Regions from separate parts of the Solanum lycopersicum genome. Here region 2 is linked to region 1. The links are chromatin contacts, called in public HiChIP or PLAC-seq maps. All regions are on one chromosome and are shown on one strand. Each heading gives the region's core, a stretch centred on a gene start, on an enhancer-like site or on the middle of the called end of the contact. The rest is flanking DNA. Distances are from core to core; before and after follow the strand shown.

Region 1 (6,665 bases), core at 1,191-3,690:
GGTGATTAAATACATACCAGGTCCAGTTAAATAGCTAAACTAAAAAGAATTTCAAGCTTTCTACTGTTCTAATATTCTGTCTTATTCTATTTCCTGATCTGAAAGCCAAAACCATATTGAGAATTCATACAAATCATGATGAAATAGGGCCTTGTACAATTTTATATGTAGATTGATATATCAGATACATAGTGCCACTTCAATTTGCAATATGCCTTCAGATTCTAAACAAATGTGGTCACCATTTGCCACTCTGAACAACACTAAGAAGAACCTTTCAAAGAGTTCAGGGAGATAGAAAGCAATGCAAATATTGTTTGGCTTCACATTAAATAAGCTATCAAGTTAAATGAAAGATCAATCTCATACCCATCGTCCATTGGAACACATGAAACTGTAATATCAGCATTTGCGTCAATATGCTTCTGCAAGAACAAATATTATTCATTAAGCAAAGTATATGAACACAGGGTTGGTGTAGGAAGCAATTGTTGTCATAAGTTGCTCATATACCTGAACAAAGTCCATGTAGTTCATTCGGTAAAGATGGTCACCAGACAAAATTATTATGTGCTCGACATTCTTGTTCTTCTGATTCTATGTCATTATTTAAAAAATAATAAGGTCAGCGCTTTTCCTAGGGAGCTTTATCAATGACCGGTCTTATTTGTGTACCTCAAATACCCATATGAATTGCCGCACAGCATCAGCAGTGCCTTGGAACCACATTTTTCCTGCATCCCCTGGAGTCTGGGTTGCAGCTAAAACCTGCATTTGAGAAAATCTTTTTTATCTGTCAAGGACACATTTCAGTTATCTTCCCCATTTTAGGTTTGTAGATCTACCTCCCCCAGGATCCAAAGGAGCAAGAGGAGATATGATTTCTTACAAAGATATGATTGAACTTCAATGTCAAAATATAAGTAGCTTAAAAGAGCTCAAACTAAAAACTTTAAGTAACCAAAATGATCTTACCTCCACAAATCCATCTCCAAAACCCACTCCATTTCCAAAATTATACGTGCGGGCAAGGTGACGATTGAGGGAAAAGGAATTGAACTGTGTTAAGATGAAAATTTTCCGTATGCCACTGTTAATGCAGTTACTCATTGGTACATCAATTAGCCGGTAACAACCACCAATAGGAACCTGAAGAACAAAGCCGATAGTCACAGAATTTGAATGAAAACTGATAGAGAATGCATTCTTAAGCTTAGTTGCATTGAGAACAGAGAAGGGAATCCACACTTAGCTTAACTAGTCATTTCTTTAGTTGTCAAAAATCCAATTGAAATGGATTTAAGAACCACTACAATTTTTTAAGACTGAAGTTGGTATGAATTGGACATGTTGTCAAACTCAAAAGACACATAATGGAGTAACAACCACGATTCAAGCAAAAAGAGAGATATATAATATATATATGTGTGTGTTGTAACTCTTACAGCTGGTTTAGCTCTTCTGCTTGTAAGAGGAAAAAGACGAGTTCCAACACCACCACCTAGAATGACAGAGGCAACAGCTTTTGGATCTGCCGTTGGTTGTTCCTCAAACATTGAATTTTCAAATGGCTGAAAAACAACATGAATAATACAAATTAATCTTGTTCTTGATCATTCACTTTACTTTATCACCTAATTCCTCTACTTACCAGCATCTCTTTGTTTATATCACGGGTGAGAACAGCAGAGGTAACATTTTTACCCCTTTGTTGAGTTGTAAAGCTCTTGCACCACCGGACCCCAAAACCCTTGTTTATCAATCTTCTTCCACTAATCTTCTGTCCCCAAAATGTGCTCTCTTGGTTGCAAATTGCCACTGATTGTGCAGTGCCCGCACACAACGCATCCATTGCTCTATCAATTATTCACGTCAACCACAACATAAGCAAGTACATTCATTCTAAAAAACAAAAACAAAAAGCAAAAGATTTCACTTTACACAGGAAGTGCAAAAAACATTTTATTTTACACGGTATCAGATTCCTGTACTAAAATATCAATTCATAGATTCCAATAGAATAATCACAAAACACAACTTGCAACCCCAAAATATCAATATATTGATTCCAAAGGAACAAACCAAATCAAATAACTTACATTACCCAAAACCCTTTTTATTAAACTAGATCAAAAAACAATCAAATCATACAACTTTTGCAGAATCTATACAAAATACAACTATCATTTTTCTATCTATCTATCTATCTATCTATATATATATATATAAACAGCTTTCTCAGTACCTGAATTAAGCTTTTTCAAACACCCAACTTTTCCTCAAAAAGTATTTGGTATAAACAAAATTATTACTAGGTTACAGTGCGTTCATAACACAACACAGTGGCGTTGTAAAGTCTGTGGACTCTCTTGAGATTTCTGTGTTGTTGTAAAGTCTGTGGACTCTCTTGAGATTTACAGAGTCCATCATATTAACGTGAATCAAATATTTAACACACTCCACGTGTTACTTAAAAGTAGGAGAAACAAAATAAAAATAACAGCAAATATTAAATATTTGTGCACTATTCTTTTTGTTGAATCACCACAAATAATGCCGTTCGATTAGGTGAGATAAACTTTTTATTTGGATATGGAATTTTAATTTTTAAGTTGTGAGTAATTATATCATATGAACATTTAATTATTATTTTTGAATTTTTCCTTAATTAATAATATAAAATGATAGATTATTTCTTTTATAAAATATAAGTTGGTGGGTCAATAGTTATATTAAAAAATATGAGATGATTATATTAATTCGCACCTCATCTAATACTATCTATTAGACACTCTATATTTAATGAATATGTATTTATATTTGAACTATATTTCGAGCACGCGCTTTGCGCGTGTAATCCATGACTGTATTATTTCTTAAAAGATAATATTATTAAATAATAAAATATTTCTAATTGAGATTTCTTACATTGTTTAACTACTAATTGTGACACTCTAATTTTCTAACCTCCAAGTGAATGCATCGAGATAATAATATGAAAAATTAATAAAATAAACTTCGTTTATAATTCAAAAAATAAGTTTGCAAAGCAAAAAGAAAAAATAACAATTATCTAAATTAAATTTCTCGATAGTTCCTTTTTATTGATAGAATAATGTTAGAAGAAATAGTGTAAGATTAACTTTGAGTGAAAGGAAAACAAAACCTTTCAACTTTTTTACTTTGCCTTTTGAATTTCGTGATAATTATAATGAATGTGTTTAAAATATTGTATTAAATTTTTATCCACAAACACTTTAAACTAATTAGTTAACTATAAATTTATAACTATTATGTAAAAAGTCTTATTATTTATATTTTGAAAATCTAAATATTTATGAATAATTACTATTTTTATATAAAATTTAATTTTCTCTTCATACATAACTTATCCACCATTAATCTAATATTATATGTTTCACCTTTTTTTTTCCATAAAAAGAAAAGAAAAGAGTAAACATCCTATTTTATCACATTCATTCTTAAAGATCAAAATTAATGTATATGTAAAATTATAAGTACGAAGCAAAAAAAAAAAAAGAGGTACAGATGAACAAGATAATTAGGCATTTCAGTTTATTTTGTCTCTATAGTGAAACTGAACATTTGAGTTACAAAATACAAATATGAATTTAGAGAAACTTGCTAATAAAACAAGAATTCAACTATATGAAGAGAGACAAAAAAGTCTTATTGTAATTCTTACTACAAATAAGTATAGAACTAACACATCAAGCTCCGATGCTTCAGTAATTGAATTCTTGTCTATTCTCGTGACTGCAGAAGGGAATCTCACAACTTTCACCTCAAACTGTGACATTATTTCACATGTTTAGAGTTCCTACACACAAGAATTGTAGGAGTTGTAAATAAAAGTTTTCTTGAAAAAGTTAAATTTATAGAACAAAATTATGAAAACATGAAAAGTCACATGAATTATTGTTAAAATAAATATAAAAAAGATAGAGATGAAATTTAATTTTAAAGATACATGAATCTACTTTTATTTCTTGTCTATAAGGAATAATTACTCATTTTTATTTTTATTTACATTTGTGTTAGAAATTTGAAAGGTCAAGATAATTGAAAGTTCCTATTTTATAGTTAAATTGGTCCATGTGGCACATATCATTGTTTGTGATTTTACAAGAAAAAGTCACAGACAATACTTTTAAAACTTGCAGTCATTATATCATATATTATTATAAGTGAGAAGCTCAAAACTTAAAAGTTGAATTATCATTTTTCCCCTCTTAAAGTACTATACTTGGTAGGGATAGAGCTCCAAACATGACAAATCATTAGAAAACCTCTAGATCTAGAAACTTTGGAAGAAGTGGAGTTTGAACAATATATTATGACTCATCTACAATATTAAGAAGGCATATGTATCTATCGGTCAAAACATGCTGGTAAGAATGCAATGCTCCCAGGAAATGAAACATCAGTACGAAACAATGTATAAAGTGTAATGACCCAGAAGGTCATTCTTAAAATTTTTCGTAAAATACCATTTTACTCCTTTCGATGGTTGGGCCTAGTCATTTTTATATAGTTGGTGAAGTTGGTTTGGAAATTTTGAACTCTTCGTGTAACTACGGTGATTTAGTTAATAGGTATTCTTTTAAATAATTATTTTAATTGGTGATTAATGGTTCAAGTCCATAATTTATCTAGTACCTTGCCCACTTGACTCATATATTATAAATAAGGATAATAGTCTAAAAAATACCCCAACTTTGGTAGAATTTTTACTGTTGTGATACTAAATTTTCATGAGAACCTATTACCTCAATGAACTATTTGATAGTGTAATGTTTACCCCTGAACTATTTTAATAGTGTATTTGAAAGGAATATAGGTGCCCACATGGACACATGACTATTTATATTTCTGTATTATTTTTATTGTCCACGTGGAAAATATATATGTTTCAAATACGACATTAAATAATCTAGAGGGGTAATAGATCCTCATGAAAATCTAGTATCGCAACAATAGATTCGATCAAAGTTGGGGTATTTTTCAGACCATCATCCCTTAAAGAAAGTTAGTGGAGTTTAAAGTTTGTTTTAGTATAACTTGAAAAACTAAAAGGAAAACAAAATCACTGGTGCAAAGCAGCGACCGACGTGGGAATCACAAAAATCCATATTTAGGTAAAGATTAACTAGTCCTTAATATGTTATGGTTAGATTTTGAATGACATAGAAAATGTATTGTTTTTATATTAACTGGGTTGGAAAACACAGTGAGAATTTTTTAATGGTGTGTCACGTTTTGAGGGTTGCGACAGATACATAAAATAGGAAAAAAAGAATTTCAGGTAATGTGAAGTTTAATATGCTTTTTTCTTTTAAATTATTATTTCTAATTCAATCAATCAAGTAATAGAAAAGTTGTTTGATAATAAATGGTAGTCATTAGTGGATTTAATTTATTAAAATAATGAAATACATTTTATTGAAATGTTATACCATTCTATTTTACGGGATGTGTTGGAGGCTACTGTTTGGTTAATACTTCATATTGGAGGTAACAGTATTCCAATGATTTATGGTGTAAATTGAGGGTCAAAACACAATTGTCTGTTGAGATAAAATTGTGTTGCAATTATTTTATATAAAATTATATTATGTTTCAAGTATTGATATATTAATATTTGTAATAAAACAATTGTGTATTGTATTATGCGAAGATCATTAAATTTATGTATTGAAAATTATTGAGACTAAACCCTATGTTCGAAATTAGGTAAATTTGAGAGTTGACTTATTAGCAAGAAAAGGAGATTGATTATAAATTTGGGTGAGCTTTTGGGTCTAAACTAAACATATAGTGGTATGGGTGTTGCTAATTTTGAAATCTTATGTGAATATGTACTTGAGAAGATTACATCGATTTGGAAGCTTTATGAAAGGGGAAGGCTCAAGTCCCGGAGTGATTGTTCGATGATTTGAGGCAAGCGAATTTTTAAACCCTCGTTAAGTGTATGAAGTTTATGTATTTCCTTCCTATATGTGTTCGGGAGTAATGAGAATTATTGATGGGTTGACTTGTACATGTTGAATAATTCTAATGATGAAAAAAGAGTAATAAAAAGGTAAATGTGATAAATTATTGGTGTGTGATGTTTGAGAATGATTTGAAGACTTATTGCTTATTTGTTGATATTGTATCACAGTTGCATTGTTGTGAATTGTTCCCTGTTAAGAAAATGGTCAATTTATCATTATTTGTGTGAACATGTCATTTTCATTGGTTTCTGAGGCATGGTTATGATAAGCGTTATGTGATAAGAGGATGTACCATTTCGAGATACGTATCGCGCGCCGTAATGGATACTATATTTCAAGGAACATATCACTCACAACAATGAATTGTATATTTTAAAGGACACATAACGCGCCGCGGTGGATGCATGGACATATATTTCCACCATGGGCCATAGACTGAGAGACAAAAAGTGTGTATCATTAGGTCATCCATGCATCACTATACTTGACATTGCATTCCATTGCATTGAACATATTTATCATTAGTAAACGTGATATTGTGTTTTGGTGACCTTGTGAATGCCAATCTATGGAACTTTGATCGATGAATATTGAGTTTATTGTTAACAATGTGTGTTTGTTAGAACATTGTTGTTGATATATGTGTTT
Region 2 (6,665 bases), core at 1,570-4,069, 330 kb after region 1:
ACGACTATAATCAATTTCAGTGATATCACTTGGCTTCAATAACTTCAATCTCCCCTTTAAAGAAATTTGTAGAATTAGAATTATGCTTTGAATACCCGAGTACAGCATTTTAAAACCACTCGCTATATAAGTTGAATGACTTAAAAGAGGACTTACGTAAGTCCAGTGCAAGAAATGTCAAACTCCAGATGAGTGCAAGAACGATCAGAAGCTGGAGTATGAAGCTCCTTCCTCACAGCAACATTAGCTCTGTAGACATAGAGGCGCACAGAAGCAAGATTAGAAGTGAATAGAGCAGGCCCATGAATGGAAGTCCAATGACATTGGAAGAGCAGTTTGTTACCTGACAGGATGTTGAGCATCAACGATGACATGTCCATTTGCATGACCATTTGTGTTGGTCAAGTCGTTATCAAAGTTGGACTTGTCATAGGTAACAACCCTATATTCCAAAACAGCAGCAGTATATGGAGTTGTAGCAGTTGCATCATCCCCGTCAAGAAGCAACTTATCTAATTCAGGCCACACTAACTCACGCCTACAGCATTCACGTAATTATGAGCACACAGATAACGAGGAAACAAAAGGAAACTCCTGATGTATTAGGAGAGGTTTTAGTAAGCATACCATGCAGCAAAATCATCTTCAATGCATTGATCATCATCTCCAAGACCCACTGGAACAAGCCTCTGCCCACCTGCAGTTTATACAATTTAGCAAGTAAGAACAGAGAATCAATTTAATTATGAAAAAAGGATAACATCCTAGATGCCATCTCTAGAACCCAATGAGACAGTTTTCCTGCGCACCCATGATTTTTTATTTTTTAACATAAAAGATGTTTTTGCACTAACCAATTATTTTTCAAAAACCTACCCTTTACAGTCGAAATGCTCAACACTTAAGATTAAGAGAATTCATTGCTTTAGTGCAGGTCATTTAAATACAAGATAACCTAAACAGCTCAATTTTACTACTCTAATTATACAGGATGGCATCATTTGAACGATATACAACTCGAGAAGAACACTTATCTAATATTTCATATTCATGTAAAAAATGGATAGAAGTTTGCAATTGAAAGAGATCGCTACCTTGCTCAGCCAGAAGCTCATCGACAACTTTAGCAATCTGACACCAATAATAAAGAGAACGAACAAGTACATGTTAGCAAACAGCTGTCATATTAGAATACATATGAACAGGAACAAGTGCAAAAACAATAAAATTAATCTCGTTCGTACCTTGTTAAAATGCTCGTATTGTCTGTTGCCAAGCCCAAATACTCCATACTGAAGATTCTTAAAGCAGTCACCCCTCTCTTTCCCCTACAGAAAATAGCAGAAATAATGATTAAGCTGAGATGCAACAAGCTTAAACTGATAAGATGTTGGATCATTATATTCACCTCTTCAAACCATTTATAGAATCTGGCAGCATTATCAGTTGGTTCACCATCTCCATATCTATGATCAATCCACATAAATCAAGTTAGTAACTACATAATATACCATATCTACGATCAATCAACATAAATCAAGTTACTAACTACATAATATAATCATTATCTAGCAAATGCAAAATTGATCATTTTGCAAGTGAGTATACAAGGTTATAAATCCAACTTACGTTGCCAAGAAAAAGAATGCCAATTTCTCTTTCTTCAATTTTTCTTCATACTCTTCATCATCAGCCGCATAATCATCCTAGAATTCATTAATTTAAAACAATCAGAAACAATCAAACCATGATTCCCATAATCAACAACTTCACTTTGTATATCATACTTGTGAAGATAACGAAAGCTCACCATATCAATGACTTTAAAGATAGCTTTCTCATATCGGGCCTTGGCTTCCTCAGCAAGTGCCTGTACAAAAATACATTCACAATCACTTATTGTTCTCCCCTAGTTGCAAATCATTTGCTGAGATCACAAAATTACAAGTTATTAAATTTGACTTTTTGGATCTTCAGTATTTCTTCAACTCCAAAATCAATAATCACCAAAATCCAAATCAAAAAAATTGTCTATATATTCTATGAATTGACAGTACCTTTGCGAAGCCTTCTGCTGTACCAGTCTGGGTTCCAAAAAAGATGGCAATCTTCTTCTTTCCATCATCAATCTCTTCAGGTTCTACAACCGACTTAGGAACCACCAACTTAGGTAACTCCACAACCTTTCTAGCAGATGTTGACGAGCGCCGCCACATCAAAACAACAGCACATCCGATTAAAACAGCTACTGATGTTGTCAATATCATCATCAAATCCTTATTCTCCATCAACAAAGCTGTCAGTGAAGCCGGAGAAGTTGAGTCACCAGAATCTAATGACGAATTCAGTTTATCAAATATCTTTCCTCCTTTAAAAATCGCCGCCATAAAATCAAAAGGAGAAAGCTTTTCTGATGTAGAATCCATTTCTGTGAATAATCGAAAAATGTAGTTTGCTCAACTGGGTAATCGCTAATTACCCAGCTAAAGATGATTTAGCCAAAGACGATTAAAAAGAGAGTTGTGTTTGTTGTTTGGCTTAGAATTTGGTTAGGTTTGGAGAGACTTTGTGAGAGAAGGGAGAGCAATATATGGAGGAGATGAGGAAGAAGAGAGGAGACAGCCCAACGCCTACCAACCCAGACTAGTCAACCCACCTACTACAAACTAACTATGGTTAACTATTAAATTGTGTTGGTAAAATAACAAACAATTTGGTGAAATTCAGATACAATCCAAAATATTTGAATACACGGCGTTTTGCGATTTTAGATATACCACTTAATATTTTGATATATTGGGTATAACATTGTATTCGATTAATATATTAATATATTGTGTATTTTCTAATATATCATGTATGGCACTATATCCGATTAAGTTGCATCCTGACACATCACATATAGTGATATACATAACGAATAACACATAATAGTAGGAGATATTTTTATAATTTTTTCAAATAATAAAAAATTATTTAAAAATATGACAAAATAAATTTTTTGTTCCAAAATATATTTCTATGTTGGGTTTGAAGAGGAGATTTGTTCAAATGCCATTTTCTGTCTATTTTTGTCAAGAGTTTATATTTGGCGGCATACTTCACATTGAATATTAAGGCCACCCTTCACCAGCCCGCTCCTTTAGGTAGATCTAGTTAAAGGCACGAATCTCATGTTTTATTAAGTTTTGACTCTTTTTTTTTCTATTTCTTTGATACGTGTACACACTACACACACAAAAAGGTTTCATTAGTATGTACTACTACTACTTGAGGGGTCTTCTATTTGAATAGGTCAAAACATTATTTGTTGTTTTGGCCAAGTTCTTATTTAAATAGAAAAATTCATTATTGTAGAGTACACTAAGAATCACCATTCCCTTTACAATCACCACCTATGTCATCACGAGTCACAACTACCAACTCCGTTAGTTACTCATGTCAAGTGCTACCATATTAAGCATCTCAATCATTATGATTATATTCATTGCCATCATTATTGGAGTCTCTTTTGTTGATGCTATCCCCAACACCACTATCACAATTTGATTTACCACTAACTATCATCAACACATCGTCAATCGTCATACATTTTTCAATCATCGTTACCATCACCTTTATCAATAATACTATTAAATACTAACACTAGTGCAGTCGATCCGTACTACCAACTATAACAACTACTATTACTAATCGTCAGTCATAAAATATTCTTCAGTCACTATCATTAATGCTTACTAGCATCAACAAAATTCACAATTACAATCACAATCACCACATCATGAAAATCAATATAACACAAACCACTTCCACCATCACAACCATTATCATCATCATTACTAGCTACTAACATCAATCGTTACCATAAAAGCCACCACTAAAATTATTTTCATCATGGATGTACAAGTCAAATCGTAAAGTCAAATCAAATCAACGAACCAAATCAAATAAAAAAAAAAGCAAGCTTGTAGGTTGGTTTCATTGTTTTGGCATTAAAAAAAATTGACCACTCTTGATTTGGTTTGGTATTATAAAAAAATTATAATTATAATCTACTTTGATAATTAAATCAGTTTATAATTTTCAATATTTAAATATATTATTTCAAATTTTTGGCTTGTAAAAATTTTGTTCTGTATTCAGATCAAAAGTTACAGTTATCTTACTATAATTTTTTGAATCAGAAGTTAACAATATACTTTGTAAATATTTTATTTTGTATTTAGTTTGACTTTATTCTTTAATCTTATAAATTGAAAATATTGAACATATATATTTCAATGATAATATTTTATACTCGTGTAAATTTTAAATCTTTTAAAATATTTCTACTCATTTAACTTTTTATATTCATGTAAATTTTAAAGGTTTAGCGTATTATACTAGTAAGTGATTATATATTTAATCTCTTTTTCAGCCATAGTATAATTGTAAAAAAAATCCACTAAAACTAAAATTAAAATAACTTTGTGTTGGTTTGATTTTACTTTAGATTTTGTCAAAACTTTGAAATAGGATGTTCAAGCTATATTGAAAGCTTGAGATTCATCCATGGCTGCCTCTCTTCTGATGTTACATCAAGGATGAAGAAGAGAGAAAGAGGAACTGTAAAGCATTATTTGTGAGGATCTGAAAAACTGATTCATTCCTTCTGTATGTGTACATTTATAATAGATGATATGGAAAATATCTAACAAACTATCTAACAAACTACAGCTGTCAATGAACTAACTAAGTAACCAACCTAACTAACTAAGTAACCAACTTAATCAGTAAGTAAACTAATCTAATGCACCGTAAAAGAATAAAAATGTAATATATGTATATACATTATTTCAATACCCCCCCTCAAGTTGGAAGGGGTGTAAGAACTGCCAACTTGTCAAGAACAACTGCATGCTTAACACCAGTGAGAGCTTTGGTCAGGACATCTGCAAGTTGATCAGAAGTAGGAGTGTGATGTAAAGAAATGAGACCTTCATTCAACTGATTTCTCACAAAATGGCAATCTACTTCAATATGCTTGGTCTGTTCATGAAAAACTGGATTCTTTGCTATATGTAAAGCTGACTGGCTATCACAATAGACAGCAATAGGAGTGGAAAAAGGGACAGTAAGTTCCTTGAGAAGTCTATCTAACCATACCAATTCACCAACAACCTTCCGGATGGCCCTATATTCAGCCTCAGCTGAAGACAAGGAGACAGTCTCCTGTTTCTTAGATTTCCAGCTAATGGGGCAATTTCCAAGAAGAACCAAGTAACCACTAACAGACCTCCCAGAATCAGGACATGAAGCCCAATCAGAGTCGCAAAAGGCTCTGATGGTATAGGAGGGATCATTAGACATGAAGAGGCCCAAAGTAGGATCACTTTTGAGATACCTTAGTAGATGAAAAACAGCTTTCAGATGTGGTTCTCTTGGAGCTTGCATAAATTGACTAAGATGTTGAACACTATAAGCAATATCAAGTCTAGTGTTAGTGAGAAAATTCAACTTGCCAATCAGTTTCCTATAATAGGTAGGATCTGGTAACAAAGTCCCTTCTTTAGCCTGTAGTTTCACATTTGGATCAAGTGGTGAAGTAACACTGCTGTAAGTAATGCAGTCATACTCTTTGAGTAACTCAAGAACAAACTTTCTTTGAGAAATGAGTATACCATCAGTCTTGTATAATATTTCCAACCCCAAGAAGTAATGCAATTTGCCTAGATCTTTGATTTTGAAGCTGTCATGTAAAAATGCCTTGAGCTGTTGGATTTCAACTAGATCAGTTCCAGTAAAGAGAACATCATCAACATACACTACTATGAAGATAACAGAGTGATATGTCTTTTCATAGAAAAGAGAATAATCATTCAAGGAGTGTTGATATCCCCTGGAATATAGAGCCTGAGCTAGCTTGTCATACCATTGTCTGCTGGCCTGTTTCAGACCATATAATGACTTTCTCAACTTGCAGACCATGTTAGAGTCACTGAGAACCAGACCTGGTGGAGGTTGCATGTAAACTTCTTCATGAAGATCTCCATGAAGGAAAGCATTATTAACATCTAATTGGTAGATGTCCCAACCTTTTTTAGCTGCAGTGGAAATCAAAGCTCTTACAGTTGTCATGTTAATGACAAGAGAAAAAGTTTAAGTATAATCAATACCAAATTGCTGAGTATATCCCTTCACCACCAGCCTGGCTTTGAACCTTTCAATACTACCATCTGCTTTATGCTTCACTTTGTATACCCACTTACATCCAATAGCTTGTTTAAGCGGTGGTAGAGGAACTAGATCCCAAGTGTGATTGTCATGCAGAGCATTAAACTCTTGAGTCATTGCCTTTTGCCAGGCAGGATTGATAGCAGCCTCTTCATAAGAAGAAGGCTCATTGTCATGACAAACACTCTCAACAAGATTCTGACTATGATGGTTCAATGATTCAAGTGCAACATGTTGGTTTAAAGAAAACAAAGCATTGAGGGATTGAGATGCAGGTTTCAAGGGATGTACATAGTCATTAAGGTGGACTGGAATCTTAGATGTCCTGGTAGACTTTCTCTTTACAGGAGCATGTTTGGTAAATGATGGAGTGGAATCAGTAAGTATAGGTTCAGGAGGATTTGTTGGCAAACAACTAGGACTAACAACTGGAATAGTATTGTGTGGTGATA

The links. HiChIP or PLAC-seq counts read pairs in DNA pulled down with a chosen protein or histone mark.
Region 2: an RNA polymerase II HiChIP or PLAC-seq map of leaf shows a contact between it and region 1, with 6 times the contacts expected there. The contact joins the promoter of LOC101247036 here to the promoter of AGP-S2 in region 1. A contact is called at or near these places in 1 of 8 Hi-C or Micro-C datasets (leaf) and 1 of 1 datasets of contacts at active chromatin or transcription factors (leaf).

Annotation. Positions count from the first base shown.
Region 1 is chr7:13,490,455-13,497,119 of SLM_r2.1, forward strand. AGP-S2 (ADP-glucose pyrophosphorylase large subunit) reads right to left here and starts at 2,441. Exons shown (of 15, transcript NM_001247018.2): 1 at 2,246-2,441; 2 at 1,652-1,856; 3 at 1,446-1,571; 4 at 976-1,149; 5 at 676-768; 6 at 514-597; 7 at 370-425. The coding sequence starts at 1,852.
Region 2 is chr7:13,821,291-13,827,955 of SLM_r2.1, forward strand. LOC101247036 (NADPH--cytochrome P450 reductase) reads right to left here and starts at 2,820. Exons shown (of 18, transcript XM_004242883.5): 1 at 2,058-2,820; 2 at 1,811-1,870; 3 at 1,630-1,706; 4 at 1,409-1,466; 5 at 1,245-1,328; 6 at 1,095-1,131; 7 at 628-697; 8 at 344-538; 9 at 157-249. The coding sequence starts at 2,426. It overlaps LOC138337309, which reads right to left. Exons shown (of 4, transcript XM_069287215.1): 4 at 6,139-6,665. The coding sequence ends at 6,139.